2 separate regions of the Macaca mulatta genome follow, and region 1 is linked to region 2. The links are chromatin contacts, called in public Hi-C maps. All regions are on one chromosome and are shown on one strand. The core of a region is the stretch at or near the end of the contact, and the rest is flanking DNA. Distances in the headings are between cores, read along the strand shown. Region 1 overlaps LOC106993508 (a long non-coding RNA gene). Region 2 has its middle 200 kb from the start of SORL1.

Region 1 (6,835 bases), core at 1,123-3,622, 540 kb before region 2:
GCAGGGAGTAACAGTGGCCTGTTAGCTGTGCGAACTCCCCCATAACCTCTCATGATGAGGGGAGTATGACCCTGTCATAGGATGAGTCGAGATCAGAAATAGGGCAGTGGGTGCAGGTTTGTACTTCCCTGAGGGGTGATGCCATTTTATGGGTCCCATTGTCTTAACTCTTCATGGTGATCATATCTAATACTCAGGTTGCTTTTAGTTAGTGGGGCTCTCTCCACACACGAGTGAGGAGAATTCTGCAAAGAATTGGGAGGAAGAAATTTAACAGAAAGTGCCATGGCAATATCCTGCACCACCCACTGGCAGTGTTGAGTGACTTTTCGTGTTTTAAATTAGTTTCCACCCTCACTTTTTTTTTTGTATCATTTTCCTACTTATAAATTCAAGGCTATGGTACCAGATTTCCTTGGCTTTAGCAGTGAAATGGAAGTGACTTTTAATTAAGTCCTGTGTTTATTGCTGTGATGCCACCCAAAGGCAGTAGGCATTTGGAAATGTAGTGAAGATGTGGCACCTTAATGGCCTTCAAGATTAAAGAGTTTGGCATGGGACTCTCAGGCTTGTCTTCTTGGAGTCTCCCTGTGGGCCTCTCAGATTACCTGGCAGCGTGTTTGCTGACTCTAGGACAAGAAAAAAATATTCTTTTGCTAAACAAAGCCCAGGCAACCAAAGCTTTTTCTTTAGAGATCTACCTGGGCCCAGGGGGGTTTCCTCGTTTTATGACCCAGATTGGTCCCTAGCCAAAGACCTATGAAATTCCCCGAAGATGAGCAGCTCTTGAGTCCAGTTATATTCTAAATGAAAGACAAGAAACCTGACCCTCCCACCATCCCATTCGGTTTCCCACACTGAAGACTGCTGTGAGTTTAGGATTCTCTTTCCCTTCTTGGCATGGAAATATGAATCTCTACTGTTCATTAGTTGATATAGAAAAACCAAGCGCCCTTGTCATTAAGCCAGGCACATATCAGTTTGTAAAATTTCCTCAAAAGCATAGACATGTGGTTACTTCTGATTGTCAAGTACCCAGTGGGGGCTGAAAGTCTCTGGTTTGAGTGGCACTGGGGGCTCTCGGGAGAGCCCCCTCCCAGGAGAATGACCACCAGCGACCCTCTTGTCCAACATGCCAGGCTTTTTGATAAGGATGTTAGAACCGGATTAGGTTCCTAGAATTTATTTATCCATCTGCAAATGAGATTTGCCCTGATTTTGTGTCTTTTAAGTTAAAAATGGCAGTTTTTTACCTTGCGACCCTTTAGTTTCTGTCTGAGTAAGAAAGTTCTGCTCTGAATGATGGCTCCCATATCTCTGGACACATGGAGGTCATCTCATCTATGAGAATGAGTTCAAATTTCCCTTTTCAAGCGATCCTGTTTCCCCATCTGAAGAACGCCTTCAGACTCGGAGTGCAGTCCTGCAGCGCCGTGGCCTTACTAGCCATGAGTTAATGCCAAGAATCAAGGGCACACTTCTTTCTCTGATAAATTTTTGTTGTGGGAAAGACACTGGTTTTCTGGCAAGTATCTCTCAGAATTGCTCAGTTCTCAATGATCTGCTCTAGATTAGATGCTTTATTTATTATTCGTGGATAATTTCAAATTCCAAACTGGCTATACCACCGCTTGACCTGTTCTCATTAAGATCTCTCTCAACGCCTTCCTCTAAGCTAGAAATAGCTAGGGAATGTTCTGTATTCTGATGTAAGCATAATAGAAAATAAACAAAGAGGTGAATTTGTTGAAAAGTCATGGTGTAACAATTTCAAAATCAGGAAAAAAAAAACAACTTTAGACTACTCTAAATAATTCTTTGGAACTGAATTATTTCTACCCAAATATCATGATTATAAAAAAAAATCAAAGTTATGCATTACTGACTCCGTCTTCCTCCCAAAGCCAGAATTTACGAGAATGTGATTGCGATACTGAACCCTGAAGCTAGTTGAAGTTCAGGAATGAGAGGGTACTGACACATATAAATACTTCTTTCAACTTGTGATCCCGTGGGGCTTGTGCTAAAAGCCTCTCTAGCCCTTTCTCAAGACAGTCTTCAAGGGAGCCGGCCCTGAGCCATCCTGTCCGTCCTCTGAAATGGGATGAAGCCCAATCAGGCGAAGTAAAATCGGAGTGAAAATAGGTTGCATCTCATTCTGTCTTTGGGAAAACCGTCCTGTGCCTACTCCACCTTAAAAGTGAAACGTGCACTTTTTGTGTGCAGAGACTGCACGAAGTGGGCCCCCTGCTCTTTTCAGGGAGGGAATGTAAGCAGATCTCTGAAGAAACCACTTGGCTCAGCAATTTTAGGGCTTGTTGTAATTGGCCTGGCCTAAAAGAATTCAGCAAGCTGTACCTGTGCCAAGGAAAATGCAAACGCTTCCCTGAAACAGAGGCGTTTAGAATGGAGGAGAGGAGCTGGGCTCATCTGTGAGTCTGAGTAGAACAGCAAGGGGCACAGGAGAGCTGCAACATTGGAGAAGCTCCAAAGAGGCTGTTTCCTTGCTTAGCCACGGGTGGAAGTCACATCCACTGAACTGTCCCCTGGCAGGGTGAGTGGGGTCTGCCGGAGAAGGATCTAGAGTGGGAGGCTTCCTCCTTCCATTCTCAGCCTCCTCCTTGCCCTGAGGAGTACGCCCCCAGTGTGGCCAGCTGCTCAGTGGTCCTCTTCTGGGATCAGCCTCCACTGCTCTTATCTGGACACCGGGGACTAGGAATATTCTCTCTGACATTCCCAGGCCAGGATGACACTACCTATAGACTGACTGCTCCTGATTCTTTGTGGTGTCTGACGTGTCTTTTCTGTTAAAAACAAAACCTAGCAATGATTCTTTGGATATTCTGTTATTTTCCCTCACAGCACCCTATAATCCTTTGCAGGAGTTTTATACTTGGCTGTGCTTCTCCCCTTCACCTGTTACTCTGTGACCCCTGGAGGGTCGGTCTCGTCATCCCAGTCGGGTTCCTGATGCTTACCATGGTCTTTGGCCAAGAGTAGTTACCAAGCAAATGATTGTTAACTGACTAATAGTAATTCAGGTTACTGTGGAACTTGATTTCTACTTCTATCCTGTATCTTGAGCATATAGGAGGTGTCTAGTCAATACTTGAAGCATTCAGATTTTTCCTGTTAATTAACAATCTTTTGCAGCCAGGAAGGTGCCCTTTGATTCTCTCTCCTGAGAAGTGAGCTAGTTGGGAAATGGAGACACCAAGTCTTATGATGAGTCTAGCTTTCTTTCTGTTTCTTTCTACTCAGAAGATCTTTCAGTGCCTGGCCTCCTTCTTCCTCCTCAACATTTACCCTTATTCCTGCCTCTCATCACCGCTTGAGACCCTGAGATGGTCTTGGAAACGTCCCAGATATCTTAGACCTCTCATGCAGTTTCTCCCTTCACATCTCCCTACCTCTCAATTTTTCTCCCTTTTTCTTCATCCCCAAACTCTGTTTTTCTCCTCTGCCTGAGCTCAGGGTTCCCTCTGCTCAATCAGAGGTCAATTCTTGAATGCTCCATTTCTCTTATCTGACACCCTCATCAGCTTTGCACCCGTCTTTGCAACCCTGTCCAGGATAATATCATGAAAGCAACTCCAAACACATACCACATACTGGCCCCACCCAAAGCCCCGTAGTATTTAGTCTTTCCTTTTTAGCAATCTGCACCCTTTCTACTGCGCTGCCCCTATTCTTGTACCTTCCCAGCCTGCAATGTAAGGCTCACACACAGATGCAAAAGATTGCAGAATAGGCAAGAACGTCACCTATAGTTTTTACTGGCACTGTGTGTCCCAAGTGTGTCTCCTCAAACTGTAGGTAGGACTTTTAAAATTTACTGTAATTCTGACTTCAAGAAATTCTAATTAGCTTTAGGTTCTGCCTTGTAGTCTGGTACTATACCAAAGTGCCTTTTCCCTCGCGTCCATGTCTTGCTAACTGCATTTTCTATGCGTGTGTTTTGCTTATTCTTGAGCCCCATCAGAATGGCCTCCAATCAAATTGACTGCAGAGACTGAGTTCAAACAGAGATCAGACAACCACTCAATCAGGGAAGATATGGACGGAATTCAGACATCGGGGGAGGTATTTGATAAGATGGCTTCTAAACATCATCTCTTTTGAGAACTGCGATTCTCCTTAAACTGGTCATTCAATGTAGGAGTTTTGTCTTTTCTTTTGTGTTTTCCACTATACTAAAGGCCATTTGCCCCACCGAGGAGGTGCCTAACTCTTGGACTTACCTGTGATAGTTAAAGAAATAGTGCTGCTCAAGGGAAAGAGAGGAAAAGGCCGCAAGCACACTTTGGATTTATCTGATCAGCTAATGTGTTAGACCAGGAGATCCCGCAGCAGGAGTTAAAATGCTCTGTGTGAGGATGTCACATGCTTCTTTTGTCTAGTTTCTCCTTTTGGATCCCAGGTTGTTCATAGACTCAAATAGTCCAAGAGCTACAAGGATCCCAAAGGTTATTTCAGTGCAGGCAGCCTCCATGACTGGCCCTCCATTTGACCAAAGAACGTCCAGTGACAGAGCCCTCACAGCTTTCTCCAGACACAAAGTGACCTTTCCAAATCTGGGCTAAACTACCTGAATATTTTTCTTATAGTGGATCAAAAATATTTCTCTTTGACGTGTCTCTCCGTTAGTTCCATTCTATTTCCTGAAACTGGGCGGAGCAAATCCCACCATTTTCTAATCGAGAGCCCTTTAAATATTCGAAGACAGCAATTACAGAGTTGTATCTTTATCTGCCTAAATATTTCCAGTTCTTCAAATTCCTCATGACATGGTTGCTTCTATATCTTGGTTGTCCTATTGTCTGGGTCCTGCATTTTTCCTGGTGTGGGGTGCAGAGCAGAATGGAATGGTCTGCCAGTCCGAAGGGGAACCAGACTCTCCTTCCCTCACACTCATTTTCCTGTTTCTCCACTCATGACCCCGTGTCCCTCACATGCTCCAGACCCTCTGATACTTCCTCCTGTAGAAGTAATTCTGGATTTTGATCCCGTCTTTCCCAGCGGGCTTGTCACTAAAGGTTCTCAGTTTTAGATCTATTTGTGTGAAAGGGAATATTTTTGTTTTTGTTTTTGCAGCTTTTCTTGATTTCTCTAAATTCTTGTTGCTGGTTTTTTTTTGTTGTTTTTTTTTTTGTTTGTTTGTTTTTGTTTTTTTTTACTTGACCTGAGTTTGTAACAGGGTTTAATTATCTTCAGGGCAGTTTAACCCTTTCGTATTCAGCCCTAGGCCCAACATAGGTCTGAGAAATATTTATTGAGTTTATGGTTCATAGCAATATCATCAATTGACATACCTTCTTCTGCTTTGTCATCATCCTCATCATCATCATTATCATTTAAGTGGCACACAACTTCTTTTGCTTAATGTTATTGCTGTCTTTTGCCTTTATTCCTGTAATACCAATGTTCATTATGGAGAAGGAACTCATAAAGTAGCTGCAACAGAACCAGAGACTCGTGCAACCTCCTGTATCATTTCCAGTGCACTAGCAAGTGGAGCTAAGATCAGAAGCCAGGGTTCCTGACCTTCTCCTGCCCCGTATGTCTAGACTATGTTCTGTCTCTGGAGAAAAGTGGGAGAGACACTCACTGATCATCCTCAATACAGGACAATGAGCCACACCATTTAGGAGCACTGATTGGCTCCCCCGCTGTGAGAACAGTATGCTGGATGTGACACAGACAGAGAGACCCAGACTGAGTCTGCGGGAGAAAACTGGTCATGATGTCAAATGTGGAGGAAACAACCAATAGTCCTGGTGGGATGCTCTCTATTTACCAGTATAGTTAGTGGAATCCAAACAAGGAAACTTTCCAGAATGACAACTGTGCTCTGCCACTGAACTGTAGGTTAGCATGTGGTTTGTGACATATTATTTCATTTTGCCATGATACCAGTTGTGAGATCTTGCTTGTGAAACTAAGTTAACTCCATTTTATGGACAAAGAAACTGAGGTGAGAGTGGTTAATTGAGCATAAAATAAGTAGCAGAGCTAGGTATCAAGTCTAGATCTGTTGAAGCCTAGAGCTTGTTTTGCCACATCACATTGTCTCATTGACTCTTCCAGCAGTCCTGGCAAGGGAGCTCACAATTTCAGCAAAACAAATCTCAGACCCATTTCCACTGGCCTCTGTTAAATTCGACTACCTTTCTGATGTTGGTGGCAGCTCTGTACTGAACCATATGTGATACTGAACTTGGAATAAAATAATAAAGCTCCGTTTATTAAAAACCACAGCTACTTCATGAGCTGTTTCTCCATAAGCAACATAGACACTACAGTAATAAAGATTAAAAAATAATAATAACCATAAGCAAAAGAAGCTGTGTGACACTAAAATGAGGAGGAGGAGGAAGAGGAGGAGGAGGATGACAACGATACCTGCTGGAGTGGGTTATATAAATGAGACCGTGTTTCTCTGGAGAAAGATACTATTTGGACATACAGTCTGTTTTCACTAAGGTGGGAGCAGTATGTGTCCAGAGCTCTAGAGAGACTGAAAGGCCAAGTGTCCACGGTGGCAAGAGAATCCAGGAGATTGGACCATCATGTCTTTTACTCAGAGACTGGAGACCACGTCTTGTCTCTCAGAACAGCCCTGTGTGAACATCCGACTTTATGATACATTGTGATTGTGAGACAGGACTTCCCATGCAGAGCGTAAGCCACGCAGGCTTATTACTCACACCACACTCACCTGGACCCAGAGACCTCCAGGCCCTGAGGACTCCGTCTCCCCAAAGTATTTTCCTGAGAAATTACAGAGGACCTCAACCGTGCAACTCACACAGAGGCCGTTCTTCAAGGCCGGAGC
Region 2 (6,877 bases), core at 3,981-6,480:
CAGAGGTTGCAGTGAAGCCAAGATCACGCCACTGCACTCTAGCCTGGGTGACAGAGCAAGACTCCATCTCAAAAAAAAAAAAAAAGTATAAGAACCAGTGAGTGTACTCTAGAGAAAGTAGGCAGAACCAGCTCTTGCCAAGACTGGCCTGACCTGCTCCTCGTGACATCGTGATAAGTGTGAATGGACTTCAGGAACAGAAAAAGAAAAGGCCAGAGTGACTAGTTCTATCTGCAGAGGCTGGGTAAAAGTATAGAGAGGAATCTTATGTGCTAGTTTTGAAGAATGGGCAGGACTTTGCCACAGAAAATTCGTTAGACAACCAAATGGTGGTGGTTATACAGCAGCTACTTGTGGGTGCAGCATGAAATACATGTTTGGTTTATCTCTTCTTGAGGTCAGAGTTTTAATTGTTTGTATGGCTTTTGAAGCACCCATTGTCAGACACCAAGCAATATTTACACCCCGTTACATCCCTCCCCATGCCTACTACCTTACATAGAGTAATCTCTGTGCCCTAAACAACTTCAGGCTGTGTAACTTTTCTCCCGTTGTCCCCTCAGCCTAAAATCCCCACCCTCCTTGCCCTTTTCCTATTGAAACTGTACACACCTTTCTATATCGAACTCAAATACTGCCCCATTAAGAAGCCTTCCCTTACCCCCATCAAAGCCCTAGGAAAAATTAACAACTCTCCATTTTGGTCTTCCAAGACTTACCGCTTACACCTCCTCTGGCCATGTATTCTATTCTGCCTTGCATTAAATATAGTGATTCACATGTCTGTTTGCCTTTGATAAGCAGCAAAGGGTAAATAAATGGGAAATGGAAGCCCCCTGTGGACAGAGGCACTCCCTTTTGGTCATGACTTTTTATTTAGAAAACTCATCTCCAAAAAAGTTGAGTTAGTCAATGAACACTTGATACACCCCATCCTTGATTCATCAATCATTAGCATCTGGTACATTTGCTTTTTTTTCCTGAATCATTTGAAGGAAAGTTGCAAACATCATGACACTGATCCTTAAGTACTTCAGCATGTAAAACTTCTCATATAAAACCACAATGCTATTATCAAATCTAAAAAATGTGTCAATAATCCCATTACAAGATCTATATTCAGATTTCCACAGTTGTCTCAAAAATGTCTTTTCTAGCTTTTTTCTTCTTCTTGGATCCAGGATCCAATTAAGTTCATATACTGTAGTTAGTTATAATGCCTCTATAACCTCTTAATCTAGAAGAGTCATTCCTAGAAATAAACATTCTTCCCCATCGTTTCTTTAAACAGAGTTAGTACTTAACAAATGTTTATAAGATGGAATAAATGGGTGGATGGACAAACGAGCCCCAGTGATGCAAGATCCCTGGGCAGTTCCTCTAAGAAAAGAAAGAATTCTAGAGAAGGGACTTACAGCAAGTGTCCTTTGTGAAGTCACCAGGCATTGGGTAGGGAACCAAGTCATTGTTTTTGTGTGGCTGCTCATGTTCTGACCTCCATTTTTAAAAATCATGAGTTAGTCCTAAGGTCACTGGGGAAATGCCTCAAGAGTAATTGACTTAGAGAGAGAAGAGAATCTGGAGCTTCATATCTGACACATGAAAGGAAGGTCCCAGAGATGAGGAACTCATTGTCCCATGGAATGTCAGAGCTGGGAGAGACCTCAGAGATCATGTCCAACTTCCTGGCTTTTTTCCAGAGGAAAAAACCTGGGCCCATAGTGGTACAATGGCTTGTCCAAGGTCACACAGGACACCATTGCCTGACTCCCCATCCAGCTTCCTTTCCACTTTACCTGGTGACCACAACAATGTCTGGGCTCTTTGTCTGTCTTCTTCCCAAAGAGTTATGGTAACTTCCTCAACCTTCAAGTATCAAAGATCTCAAAATATTCAAGTCAAACCAATTCTCAGAAACATAGCGTTAAGCCAGTGACTGCTTCCTTGCTCACAGAGGACAGACTTATTTCTGAGGGTGTTTGTTACCTCCAGCAGGTGACGACTAACAAGAAAACAGCACCTTGAGCAGCCCCAGGGGAAGAGAGGTGAGACTAAAGCAGTGATGTCAGCAAGGGCTGGGAAGTGGGTGCCTCCATGTTCATTTTGCCTCTGCCATCTACTTTGGCCCAAACATGGCACTAAACTTTTCTAGGGCCCAGGAGCCTCATCTCTAAAAACAAATCATTGCAGAGCAGTTATCTCCATGATGGCCATCTGCAGGTGGGAATCCCTTTTGGGAACATAAGTGATAAATGAGGGAAATCAGGGTCAGCGGGGGTTGGATTTTCATTTCTAAAGATCTCAGTATAAGGATTTATTTAAAGCTACAAAATTGAAAATTCCCCGGTAAGTACTGTCCTCCCTCAGTATCTGTGGGGAATTGGTTCCAGGACCCTCACAGATACCAAAATTCATGAATTCTCAAGTCCCTTTAGATGAAATGGTGTGGGATTTGCATAAAACCTATATACATCCTTCTATATACTTTAAATCATCTCTAGATTACTTATAATACCTAATACAATGTAAACGCTATGTGAATAGTTGATATACTGTATTGTTTAGAGAATCATGACAAGAAACAAAGTCTGCATATTCAGTACAGACAAAGCCATCCATATATATATAATATACATAATATATATATTTAATATTTTGAATCTGAGGCCAATTGAATCCATGGATGAAGACCCCATGGACACAGAGAGCCGACTGTAAGAGGAATTTCTTATAGGCAACAGCAACACAGGTTGTGGCTGATGGAGGGTTTCATTAAACAGGGAAAAGAAGTGACTGGCTCAGTCATTAATGGGTTCAAAGACTGAGGAAAAGCCTCAATCATGGCTGAGGAGCAAGGAGCTCTTATACAGAAATTCCGGACTTGGACTTGAATTTGTGTGACCTTGGCTGAGCCACTTAACTCTTAGGAACCTCATCTGTTAAAGCAAGGGAATTTGGGTTAGAAATGCAGTGATTTTTAAATTTTGTTTTTTAGCTTCTAGCTGTACATTACAACCACCTGGGCAGGGAGTAAAATTGTGACCCCTATCCCCAATCCCTTTTCCTTGTGATTTCAGCAGCTCTGGGGGTAGGGGCCAGGCAATTCCTAAGTAGGCAGGACTGAGAAGTTCTGGATTATAGCATGTCCAAAGGCTGATTCTCAGAAGGGAATAAAGTAAATGCAGCAATGGAAAGGAACACTGGAATTCCTCAGCCATTCCAGGCACGCAGGCCTCGAACCATTGTACTCACGCGAATGCCTCACTTGCCTATTTCCCCCCAAGGCCAAGTTCCCTCTAGGATCAGGGCGAGACTCCCAGCAAGACAGTCAGCACTTTCCCAGCAATCTGCAGGAACACATGTAGTTTTCAGACTGAAAGGAGGATAGCAGGAAGTCTGGGTCCCTAAACACTCTGCAGGTATTGGACCAGATGTGTGGAGGTCCCACCTCCTCCTCCACACAGTGGGGTGGCCCCTGCAGCAGGTAAGAGACCAGCGAGGCCCCAACCACATCTAACAAGATGGCCGCTCCGTCGGCCTGGCTGGCTGATGCCAGCGCCAGCCGCTAGCTCCCGACATGCAGGACTTAAAGCATCTGCCAGACTGGTGCCGGCTTTTGATCAGTACCATGTTGAGCCAGAGACCTGCAGGGAAACGGCCAGGCTCCCTGGAGTCGACTAGCAGGAATCTTTCTTGCAACCTTGGGAGAGGTGCTTGAAGAATTTGAGCACAGATTTACAAGTGAGGTGCCGGCAGGGGGAAGGGGCGTGGGGGACTGCTTGACAGAGGCTGTCTTTTCAAGGCCAGGTTATTCCATCTCTGCTAAGGGAGGAGACACCCTTTCCTGGCTGGTGGTTGGAGCAGGCTTTCTGGGCTCCCTTTGCACATTTTGCTGCTCTGTCCTGGGGGTCAGAGGGAGTCTTTTAGCCTCAGCTCATGCATCTGGAATACCCTGAGACCACCAGGATGGGTCCCTAGTCTCCCCTGCGTCCAGCTCCACGGTGTGGTAGTAAAACCACAGCAGGGCCATTTACAAGACACTTGATGACTCCAGCCAGTCCACTGGCCAGAGGGCCTGCAGGAGGGCTCCTGTCTTCTTAATGAGTCCTCTGGGGCCTGGGCTGCTGTCCTTAGGAAACCCAGTCCACATCCTTGGCAGATATTCAGAGTCCCCCTAAAAGCTGTGTGCTAACATGGGGAGCCCCCTCCTCCTCTGCCCCCTTCCTGGGACACCAGGCCAAGTGTTAAGCAGAGGCCCAGCCCCAGAAACAACGCGTTTTGTGTCTGACAATAGCAGCCTACGTGACTTGAAGGACTCTGCTCTTAGTAAACCAAATGCACGCCAGTTTTGCTTATTTGCTCTAACCTTCAAAGAACCCAGAGGTCCCTTCCTAGTTCAACAAATAAATCCAGTTCCACTCTAGCGGGCCTCCTGGACAAAGTTCCATTGTTACGCCTTCCCTGAATGTCCACTGCTCGCTCCCTCTCGGGCACCCTAGCCCCATGCCTGTTCACCCTTCTTTCGTTTGGGGATAAATCAGCCTCCTTTTTTTGTTTTGTTTTGTTTTGCTTTAATTCTTTCCAAGGGTAAGGAATGTTGACACCCCCTGAACCATGCCTCTGATGTCTGCTTAGACTTCAGACGGCTGTATTTGAACGTGCGCTGACGCAGTCGGGCAGATTGGGTTAAACCAAATATTACAATTGCAAGAACTCATCTGGAACTAATAATTTTGAGGCCACCGAAAGTAAAAGGGCCCTGCTTTGGGGCTGGCCAGCGGCAGAGGCCAGCTCGGGCCGATGCTGCCACCTGCCGAGGGCGCCGGGAACAGGGCGCGCCGCCGCGGCCTTCCTGTTTTGTTCTGGCCCCGCTCACCGGCTCCCACGCAGACAGGTTCGCCAGCCAGCCAGACCAGGGCTATTTTAAAAGGCTAGCGCCTCTTCCCAGCCCTTGGTGTAAAGATAGCTAGTCTGGCTGTCCTGTGTCTTCGCTGAAAAAAAGACAACTTCCCAATTATAGAGCCGGGGCCGGCTACAAAGGCAGTTGCAGTCGGAGTCCGATTAAACATGTGCCCCGTGGATTACACAGATCATGTGTCAGTGGCTCGCCAAGGAGGAAGGCTCATTTAAGTTCAGGATTTTTATTTTGCGGGGGATGAAGGGGACGTACAACTCTGGGTTATGTCGGCGCATTGCTGAACTGCGAGTCACATGCCAGATCCAGAAATGATGAAAACATCTGTTTTTGCTTTAGACCAGCGAGGCTCTGGCGGTGGGGAGGGGCGCGGGAGGGACGGGCATGGCTTTGCTCACCAGCACCATCTGCTGAGCCTGCTGTGGAAACGCGTGCGTCCTCAGCACAATGCAGGTTGCCGCTCGCCCCGGGAAGGGGGAGATCAACAGGTGGGGGTCTCTGCCCGGGCGATCACTCTCCGTGGAGGACAGCCCCGATTGTGCCCTGGGGACTGTGCAATTCCGTATTGTCTCAGAGTGTTCACAACAAAGAGCTTTGTCCCTGGGGACTGCCCCAGGGCAGAGGAGGAGGAGAGAGAAGCAGCAAATGAATTCCCAGGTTGGGAAGGAAGGAGGTAAAGGGGGAGGGGAGTAGCTCCTTGGTGGTTTGCAGACAGTAAAATTTTGCTGTTCTTTCTGGCTGAAATCTACCAGAACAAAGGAACCACGTCTCTAGGAAAACTCCCAACTGCACTTCCCCCCACCGTCCCTCTTGCCTGCGATGGTAGCTTTTCCTCAGCATGTCTGAGAATGTTCCAGTATTCACAGAGACCTTTCTGGTCAGGCAGGGCTTGACCAGCCCTTCAACGTGCAATCCTCCCAGCCTCAAGAACCCAGCGCTGGGATGGTTCTGAATCGGAGCCATACTGACAGCCAAGCCAACGGCATTCTTTCGATGCACAGCAAATATTTACTGCCTGCCTGCTAGGTGCCCGGAACTCACTCAGCACAACTATTTGTCAGACAGTTTAAAAAACAATACAAATATGTCAGAGGAAAATGTATGTTTAGTGTCAAGTGCGTGTCTGAGACAATGACAGCTCTGAGTTCAGAGTTAAGGAGAGGATTGCAGACCTCGAATCTACCTTTCCTCAGTATTTGGGGGCCAATTCTGAGAAGAAGCTGGATTCCTCCAATTACGGGTTGTGTAGTCAAATCCCCTGAGTAACTGATTTTAATCAACTTGCTTCAGCTATGACCTCCAGCCCTCTGGCGTTAAACATAAATCCTCTACAGTTCCCATCCAAACGGTATCCATTACTCACAATCAGAATTGGGTGGGGACCTAGACTCCACTCCCAGGAATCTCCTGTGGGCCAGGTACAAAATTCTGAGCTACAGCCAGATGAGCTGTGCTTCCCAGCAACACAGAGAGGTTAATCCAAGGGAGAAAGACTTGGGTCAAATGAAAAGATCCAGGCTTGCAGACCTCATTAAGCACAGCGCCTCCCTTTACTTGTAGCTACCAAGCACACCCTCAGCTCTCTGCTGCCCACATGTGAGGTTCCCGGAAGAGCAAATACTGCTAATCCGGACCAAAGTCAGTCTCTTCCGTAGGCTCATTTTTGTCCACTTACCTATAAACTCCCAAGTTCAAAAAGGGAACGGATCCTCTCCATTCCATCCCTTCTTCCATCTCACCCCCAGATAAGTATAGAAAGAGCTGCCATTTGCGTGGGTCTGGAAACTTGACACTAAGGACTGAGTTGGAAAAAAGCCTCCTTCCCATTTTACAGCTGGGCAAAAAATGTAAGACCCATCCCGATCCTCAGAAATCTTGCCACCAGCTATATCCCCAGTGGCCACATCCATTCCCACAGGACTCACGTTCTTAAATTATTAGGGCGCAAACGAATCCCCAAGG

What was found. A called contact is a pair of places that touch in the nucleus more often than the background predicts.
Region 1: a Hi-C map of fetal cortical plate shows a contact between it and region 2, with 5 times the contacts expected there. The contact joins two enhancer-like sites. A contact is called at or near these places in 7 of 14 Hi-C or Micro-C datasets (CD4 T cells, cortical neurons, fetal cortex germinal zone and 4 more).

The regions. Positions count from the first base shown.
Region 1 is chr14:122,859,923-122,866,757 of T2T-MMU8v2.0, reverse strand. The region is part of intron 2 of LOC106993508 (a long non-coding RNA gene); the gene reads left to right. Among named protein-coding and RNA genes, the nearest start is that of BLID, 49 kb to the right of the region's middle. Within about 2 kb of position 2,372, at least 5 of the 40 cell types and tissues checked have an H3K27ac peak or open chromatin away from gene starts, as enhancers often do.
Region 2 is chr14:122,323,009-122,329,885 of T2T-MMU8v2.0, reverse strand. No RefSeq gene overlaps it. Among named protein-coding and RNA genes, the nearest start is that of SORL1, 200 kb to the right of the region's middle. Within about 2 kb of position 5,230, at least 21 of the 40 cell types and tissues checked have an H3K27ac peak or open chromatin away from gene starts, as enhancers often do.